2 separate regions of the Mus musculus genome follow, and region 1 is linked to region 2. Evidence: chromatin contacts called from public targeted proximity ligation data. All regions are on one chromosome and are shown on one strand. The core of a region is the stretch at or near the end of the contact, and the rest is flanking DNA. Distances in the headings are between cores, read along the strand shown.

Region 1 (4,215 bases), core at 595-3,094, 1.1 Mb after region 2:
CACCTACATAAAAGCCTGGCACACCTGTAACCCCAGTGCTGGGGGGGGGGGCACAGATTCCGGGGGAGTGGAAATTTCCCTAGTCAGCCAGTCTACCTAAAATGGCAAGCTCTGGGTTCAGTGAGAAACCCTATCACAAAAAATAAGTCAAGCCCAGCATGATGGTGGCTGCCTTCAACTGCAGCAATCTGGCAGAAGTAGGCTGATCTCTATGAGTTATAGGCCACTCTGATCTATAAAGCAAGTTATAAGCCAGCCAGGGTTACACGATAAGATCCTGTCTCCAAAAATTAAACTTAAATTAAAGTAGAAATGATAAAGGAAGATGCTACATGCCAACCTTTGGCCTCCGTGTATATGTGCACGCATGAATGCATATACATAGTAATGGTTTGAATGCGAATGCCCACCATAAACTTATATGTTTGAATGCTTGGTCCACATTTGATGGAACTATTTCAGAAGAATTAGGAGGTGTGTCACTGGGGGACAGGCCTTGCAGTTTCAAAGGCCCACACCATTCCCAGTGAGAGGGAGAGAGAGAGAAAGAGAGACAGAGACAGGGAGAGACAGAGAGACAGAGAGAGAGAGACAGAGACTGAGAGAGACAGAGAGAGACAAAGAGAGACAGATCCTCTAGATTAGGGTGTCAGCTCTCAGCTACAGCTATGCCTGCCTGCTGTCATAATCCCTGCCATTATGATTATGAACTCTAACCCTCTGACACCATGAGCTACAGTAAACATTTCCTTTTATAAGTTGGTTTAGTCATGTTGTGTCTTCGCAGCAATAGAAAAGCGTACACATATACATACATGCGCACACACACATCCTTCCTCCTCCTTCTCCTCTCTGGTCTTCCCTGGAAATCTGTTCCAAAGTGGGTTTGCGTGTGTGGGTCCCAGAGAGAATGAATCTTGTCTTTCAAGCTCTTTCTACCCTCACTTCACCTTTAGTATCTCCATCACTCCTACTGTAGACAATCTCAGCCTCGGAGGAGCCTGGTTACCTGACATCTTGGTTGTCACTGAAAGAAATGATTTAAAAGAAGGAAAACAGTGTCAGTGGTTTCAGTCCACAGTCCCTTGGATGCACACTTCTGTGCCTCTAGTGAGGCAGACTGTCAGGCAGAGAGGGCATGATAGAAGTGCTCACTTGGAAAGGGCCACAGCAAAGCACACTCCTCAAAGACAGTCTCCAGGGACTACTTGCTCCAACCAGGCCCCACTTTCCGGTAGCCCGTTTTTAAAGTTAGTACCCACTCTCCTGATTCACTTGCTTCTTATTGGGGTCCACTAAGTAGAGAACAAGACTTTAATACAAAACAAGGAAGACATTGCATATCCAAACAACAATCTCCAGAGAGACATCTGCTACGGTGATGTGCATAGGAGTCCACCCTTGGACAAAATGACATTTTCTTCTCTTAAGATGTGGGGGGCGGGGGGAGGCTGGAGAGATGGCTCAGCGGTTAAGAGCACCAACTGCTCTTCTGAAGGTCCTGAGTTCAAATCCCAGCAACCACATGGTGGCTCACAACCATCTATAATGAGATCTGATGCCCTCTTCTGGTGTGTCTGAGACAGCTACAGTACTTACATATAATAAATAAATCTTAAAAAAAAAAAAGATGTGTGTGTGTGTGTGTGTTTCTGCCTATGTCTGTGCACATGTATGTCCCAGTATGTGTGTCCGTGGTTCACAGAAGCCAAAAGGAGATGTTAGATCCCTCAGGGCTGGAGTTAAGGGCATTTGTGGGACACCTGTCTTGTTATCTGACTACTGGGAGTCTGAACTTCGGTCCTCATAACTGCATAACAAGCATTCTTAAGTTCTAAGTCATCTCCCTAGCCCACAGAGTTGTGCTTTCTTGAAACCAGATTGGTCGTGGCAGAACCAGGCCAGGAAGGTGGAACCTAACCAAGGTTTTATCTCAACACCGACTCCTCTATAAGCTGGTTGACTTTCTGCACATCTCTGAGCTTTTGTTTCCTTCCTGGGAAGGCAGAGCTGTTACAGCTGAAGAAGCAATGACGGAGCCTCCACACTTGAGAGGCTCAGTCTCAAGATGAAATTCAAAATGTCCCCTGTAAGTCACTGTAAGGCCCATTTGTAAGTCATGATTGGCAATATTTTCTAATTATTTTATCTGTATTGGTGTTTTGTCTGCACATATGAACATGTGCCTGGTACCCACAGGGGCCAGAATCCCGTGGAACTGGAGTTTCAGGCAGTTGTGAGCCACCATGTGGATGCTGGGAATCAAACCTGGCTCTTCTGAAAGAGTAGCCACTGCTTTTAACCACTAAACCACCTCTCCAGACCCTGATCACAGAGATATTTTCATTAGTTAGTTGGTTAACTGTTGGTTTATGGTAGTAATATTATGGGAGAGTTATGCCTCCTTTTGCTCCTAAAAATCTACATGGGGTTTCTGCCCCCCTCTAACCTACTTAGCTCTCAAGTAAACAACACAGAAACATCAGACTTTTTTAACAGGTTGCTGGCACTATGCTGGGCAGATTCTGAGCTATTCTAACCCAGCTAGGCTATTAATAATCAGATAAATACCCCATAACTTGCCATCTGAGTCTGGTTCTGTTCCATGTGTGTCCTCAGTGCTAGCTTCTCTTAGCCACATGTTTATGTTCCACCTTGCCCCATGACAATTCCCTTCTTCCGTCTCCTCCTTCTTCTCCTTGTGGTCCCTAGTTGAAATCCCCTCACTCAGTCTGGAGTTCCTCTTTCCTATCTCCCCTGCCCAGTCAGAGGCTCTAGCTTTTTATATACCAGTCAGAGACTTTTGGGAAACATTCTTTACAGCACATTGATCAATATAATACCTATGTCCAGACTGCAATCTGCTCTTGGGGTACAGAACTCACCATCTGAATACACAGCACACAAGGCCAACCCCGATATTACTTAGTACTGAGAATGTAATCCAAGACCTTGTGCATGCTAGTAAGCACTTTGTTCTCGAGACTCTAGAATTTTCTCTAAATGCAGTAGTTTAGGATATATTTGGACAGTGTCACACACGAAGGAAAAGAGCACTCTTTGAGGCTTTTGTTGGAGATATTCTTTTAAAGATTTATTTTATGTATATGAGAAGAGGCCATCGGATCCCATTACAGATGGTTGTGAGCCACCATGTGGTTGCTGGGAATTGAACTCAGGACCTCTGGAAAAGCAGTCAATGCTCTAAACCACTGAGCCATCTCTCCAGCCCCTTATAGATTTTATATTATATCATTTATTACGTGTGTGTGCACACCACATGCACATGGGTGCCACTGAGCATCTTCAGACATCAGAAGGCAGTTTGGGGTAATCTGTTTTTTCCTTCTGGGGATCAAACTGGGGTTCCTGGGCTTAGCAGCAAGCACCTTTACCTTTACCTGCCAAGCTGCCTTTTGAACTTACAAAGAGAAAACTCACACATACACACATCTACCAGGCCATAATGTAAACCACTTTTTTAAAAAGAGGTTTTTTTTCTCTCTTTTTTTTTTAAGATTTTTTTTATATGAGTACACTGTAGCTGTCTTCAGACATACCACAAGACGGTGTCAGATCTCATTACAGATGGATGTGAGCCACCATGTGGTTGCTGGGAATTGAACACAGGACCTTTGGCAGAGCAGTCAGTGCTGTTAGCAGCTGAGCCATCTCTCCAGCCACCATGTAAACCACTTTTAATGGTGAGTATGGTACAGGAAGTCTGAATAGCCCTCCAATATGGAACTCTGAAAAGGTCACATGAGCAGGAATACACAGGTGACATCTCTGAGCACCACACACTGGTTGTCTCAATAACAGAAGCAGATTCTCTCACAGTTCTGGGGGGCAGAAGCCCAAAGTCAAGGTGTTGGCACAGATCTTTAGGACAATGCCACACACAGCCACCTGGGAGTACTGATAGAGACACTCAAGCTCCTACAATCCAGGGCTTCTCAGCAGGGTGTCCCAGTGGCAGAATGCCTACCCACTGGGACTTTCCTCCTCTTGTTATGTTACCCAATGTAGAGACTCCCCAGAGAAAGTTATGTAACACTACACTAAGAAATCTAGGAAGATCCCACATCCAATCAAACAATCAGCAAGATGGAAAACACACACACAGACACAGGAGGTGTGCAGCCCAGGGTGGGTGTCTGGCTGTGTGAAGCTATGGACCCAGTCCGATGAGGGTGGACAAGGGGCAGTCTGAGA
Region 2 (3,827 bases), core at 925-3,424:
CAATATTCCTGGGTTACTTTTCTTATTGCTGTAACAAGATACTCCACAAAAGCAACTGAAGAAAGGAAGGAAGAGTCCTGTCCATCATGGCAGGAGGGCATGCCAGCAGGAGCTTGAGGCAGCTGGTCACATCACATCCAGGCAGGAAGCAGGGTGCAGTGGCAGCTGTTGCTTACTTAGCCTCATGCCTGCCTTTTATTCAGACCAGGGGTCAGCTCATGGGGTGGTGCCACCCTACACTTAGGGTGACTCTCATTACCTTGATTAATGGGATTGAGATAATACCTCACAGACTTGCCCAGAGACTTGTTTCCATGGCAACCCTACATCCCATCAATTTGTTACTCTAGTGACCCAGCCCAGTTCTTTCCAAAGCTCTTCTTTCTTGGGCAGACATGCCAAAGCTATATGACACAGGGAACCCTAATCAGCTCCACAGCCCTGTCAGAGCACCACCCAGCTGAGGCACACCAGGTTGCTGTGCTACTGTGGTTTGTCACTTCACTGGGTGCCATCTGGGAAGGAAGCTGCTGAGGGCTGGTGAATGCCCAGAGTTTAGGAGCTAAGAGGAAAAAAGAATGAAGAAGTTGGGAGCAAGTTGGCCCTGATGTGGACTCTCTTTGGAGATACCTAACGGTGACTAGGGACCAGGCCCATCTCTTGGGGCCCATCTTTCCTCATACAGAGGCTGTCTGGCCTTCCTGAAGTATGGACACACTTTCTACTCTACTTTTGCTGGGTCTGCTCCCTTCCACTTTTTCCTGTTCCTCCATCCTGACACCGTTTTGCTTTCCCTCTTCTGAGTTCTCAGAGTCTTCACTCACAATGCTAGCTTGGCCCTTGGTCCCTCATGTACAGGAGCTGGCTGGCTGTTTTTCCATTAGGATCACTGAATAAGATAATTGGAGCCCTGTCTTTCTCTTCAGCAGGCTCAGCACAGTGGGTGCTCCACAGAGGGTGTGCAGACAAGCTGGAAGGGGAACCTGGGGCAGTGTCACAGGGTCAGCCCTTATAGGTGGCTTGTCAACTCCCAGTGGCAATCAGAGAGCCCAGACCACTCCGAGGAGCCCTCCAGGTGGCGGTCTTAGCTTGCGAAGCAACAGGCTGTGGGGACCTAGGAGGTTTCAGGTGCTTCAGCCCTGTTGCTCAGGCACCTGGGGGGCGGGGGTGGGGGTGGGGGAGGAGCCAGAGGCCAGGATCTCTACATGGCATGGCAGCTTGGCAGGCAGCCCAGTGGCTTCCAGTTCCCAGGCTCTTGGCAGAATGTGTTAATTAACTGCTCTGATGGAGGTCTCTAAGGAGGAGAGAACCAAGCAGGGGAAAGTAATAATTAGTGCTCATTAGTGGTAGTGCCTGCTGGGAGTTTGGCCTTCTGAAAACGTGGCTGGGCTTCAGAAAGTCTCCTGGGCACTGAACAGGGGGAGGGAGAGAGGAATCCACATTCTCCCTGACTAGGAGGGTTTCCCTCAGGCTTGGAGAAGGGGCTGCCCTTAGTCATTAGTGTCCCTCATAGCAATCCACCTCCATTCTTCTAGCCATCTATCCCAGAAGAGGCGTATTGAATAGGCAAGGATCCTGGAAGCCCGACCAATCACTTGCAGGCTGGAATTTAGCTGATTGGTCGTTTTATTACGCTTACTCACCGGGTGGAAGACTGGCGGCTGCAGGATGAAGCTGTCAGGAATCGGGTCCAGGTGTTCGTCAGTTGACATGGGGGAGGGGCAACTTCAACTCAGCCTCTGATCCTGATTCCAGCAACGCGATTCCCCACGGAATGGACTCACTTTTCCCAGCCTCTGCAACAGCTATCCAAGCTGTTAGTCTTACTTGTTCGCTATGGAGTTCTAATGCTTCTTGGAGCCGACCTGGGAGGGGCACTGGCCCACCTCTAGGAACCACATCAACCCCCGCTATGATGGTACAGCAGCAGCTTTGCTGGACTGGACCTGCTAGCAGAAACTCCCGCGCGTCCAGGGGCGGGTAGCTGGCACTCACTCATGGACTTGCTAACTAGCCCATCTGTGTCTGTGTCTGAAGCACTTGGCCACTTCAAAGGGAAGCCTAGGGCCGGCTCATTTCAGCGAGGGCTTTTGTTTCCTGGGGCTCACCTGGGCCTTCAGCGGATAGTAGGAAGGGAAGCTGCTGCTGCTGGTGGTACACGTGTGCAGGTTCCTTAAGAGGCCCCGCCCCCAGGTTCCTGGCTCCTCCCGCATTCATTCCCTGGTTGCTTTCCCCTCTCTTCCCCTTTCCCCCAAGTTGTTCAGTCCCTTGAGGCCATTTCAGCATTAGCTGCAAATGCCAGGGACCAGCTAGGGTCACAAGAAAGTGGAGTGACAAAGGCCAGGCAGAGGAGGGCTCCCTTGGTCTCAGACAAAGCAGCACTGGCTAGAGGGAACACAGCCTCTGCTCTTACATGCTGTGTCCTTCCACAAGTCACTTCTCCTTGAGCCTCCCTTTGTTCATCCCGGTGTCACAAGGGTGACCATGGCTGGGCTTTGTGTTTGAGCCTGGACCCATATTGCTGTTTTAGGAGAGGCCTCTAGGCCTGGCTCAGATTCCAGTTAAAGTTCCTCTTTCAAAATAGCATAACTCCTCAACTTTAGCCTACGTTGGGAGGTTTCCTGATCTAACTATGGGGTCAGACTTGGCAGCAGGGAATTCCTGGTATGTCAGCTACACAGGGTGTTGGTACAGTCGTTCCAGGGATAAGAGCGCCATGTGAGGGGCCTGGCGGAGGGATTGGGCAGGTCTACCTCACCTGATCTCCCCACCTAGAAGTTTGCCAGAAAGGTGAACTGTGGCGTCTCCACCCCGGGACCTACTGGAGAAAGCTCTTTGGGAGTGAAGTCCAGGAAATGGCCTTGCAGGCAATTCTACTGAGCATTAATGAGAAACCCTGACTTGGGTTCTAACTGAAAGCACTTTGGGTGCCAAGCAAGGAGTTTGTTCAGCTGTGGCTGGGTAGGTGTGGCAGGAGAGCTGAAGGTGTTTCTGTGGGAAATCCAATCCTGGGTGTGTTCAGAAAGAGATATGTTCGCCACAGTGGGGAGGAGAAACGGCAGGTGGAGAGACCAGTTGAGCCAGGCTATAGTGCCCTGCACTGTAGTCAGATCTGGGTCCCCAAGGCTAGTGGTGCCCTTCCCCCACCCCACATCAGCCCTGCTGGGAAATGAGGGAGGAGGGTGCACTCATTTACTTGGGTTGTCATAACAAAATACAACAGATTGGGTGGGGTGTAAACAACAGAACTCTATTTTGTCTCTGTTCTAGAAGTTCAAGATCAAAGTGTTGTCTGGGACCTCTGTTGTGGGTTGGCAGCCAGCCTTGTTCTCATACAGTTGTCTCTGCTGGGAGGGTCTTGGACGATTGCAGAATACCTTAAGAATCCATTCCGCAGACCAAGAAAGGGACCTTCTTCACCTGGGAGTCAGTTGACAACATCTGGACACTTGATGGAATAATTAGAGGGTGTGAACATTAGGAGAAAAACTAGTCAGGACGAATGGACAAAGTTGGCAGCTGGCCCACCACCATTCAGCTTAGCTGGAATTATTTTTATGTATGTGGGTATTAGGTAGTCCAGTTTCATTTTTCTCAGTATGAATAGTAATTTCTCTCATCATATAAGAACTTTTTTTTCCCTTTCCAGCGACGAACAAGGTCCACCATGTCTTGTGTTAGGTTTTCATGAACGAATATTACCAACTACCTTCCACCCCATGGGTCTTCCACCCCACGGTTCTTGTGGTATCCATTCATTATTACTTTTATTTATGTGTAGTGTATGCTGTGTGTGCTATAAATTAGATATCTATTAGATAAATTAG

Evidence for each region.
Region 1: a contact with region 2 is called in a targeted proximity ligation map of pancreatic cancer cells. A contact is called at or near these places in 14 of 39 promoter capture datasets (cranial neural crest, embryonic stem cells, hematopoietic stem and progenitor cells and 7 more), 12 of 484 Hi-C or Micro-C datasets (the HL-1 cell line, bone marrow-derived macrophages, differentiating embryonic stem cells and 3 more), 3 of 130 datasets of targeted methods (embryonic stem cells, pancreatic cancer cells and stem cell-derived neural progenitor cells) and 3 of 9 other capture datasets (embryonic stem cells, liver and macrophages).

What each region holds. Positions count from the first base shown.
Region 1 is chr19:8,686,772-8,690,986 of GRCm38.p6, forward strand. No RefSeq gene overlaps it. Among named protein-coding and RNA genes, the nearest start is that of Chrm1, 25 kb to the left of the region's middle.
Region 2 is chr19:7,605,019-7,608,845 of GRCm38.p6, forward strand. It overlaps Lgals12 (lectin, galactose binding, soluble 12), which reads right to left and starts at 2,175. Exons shown (of 10, transcript NM_001356574.2): 1 at 2,109-2,175; 2 at 1,644-1,805. The coding sequence starts at 1,712.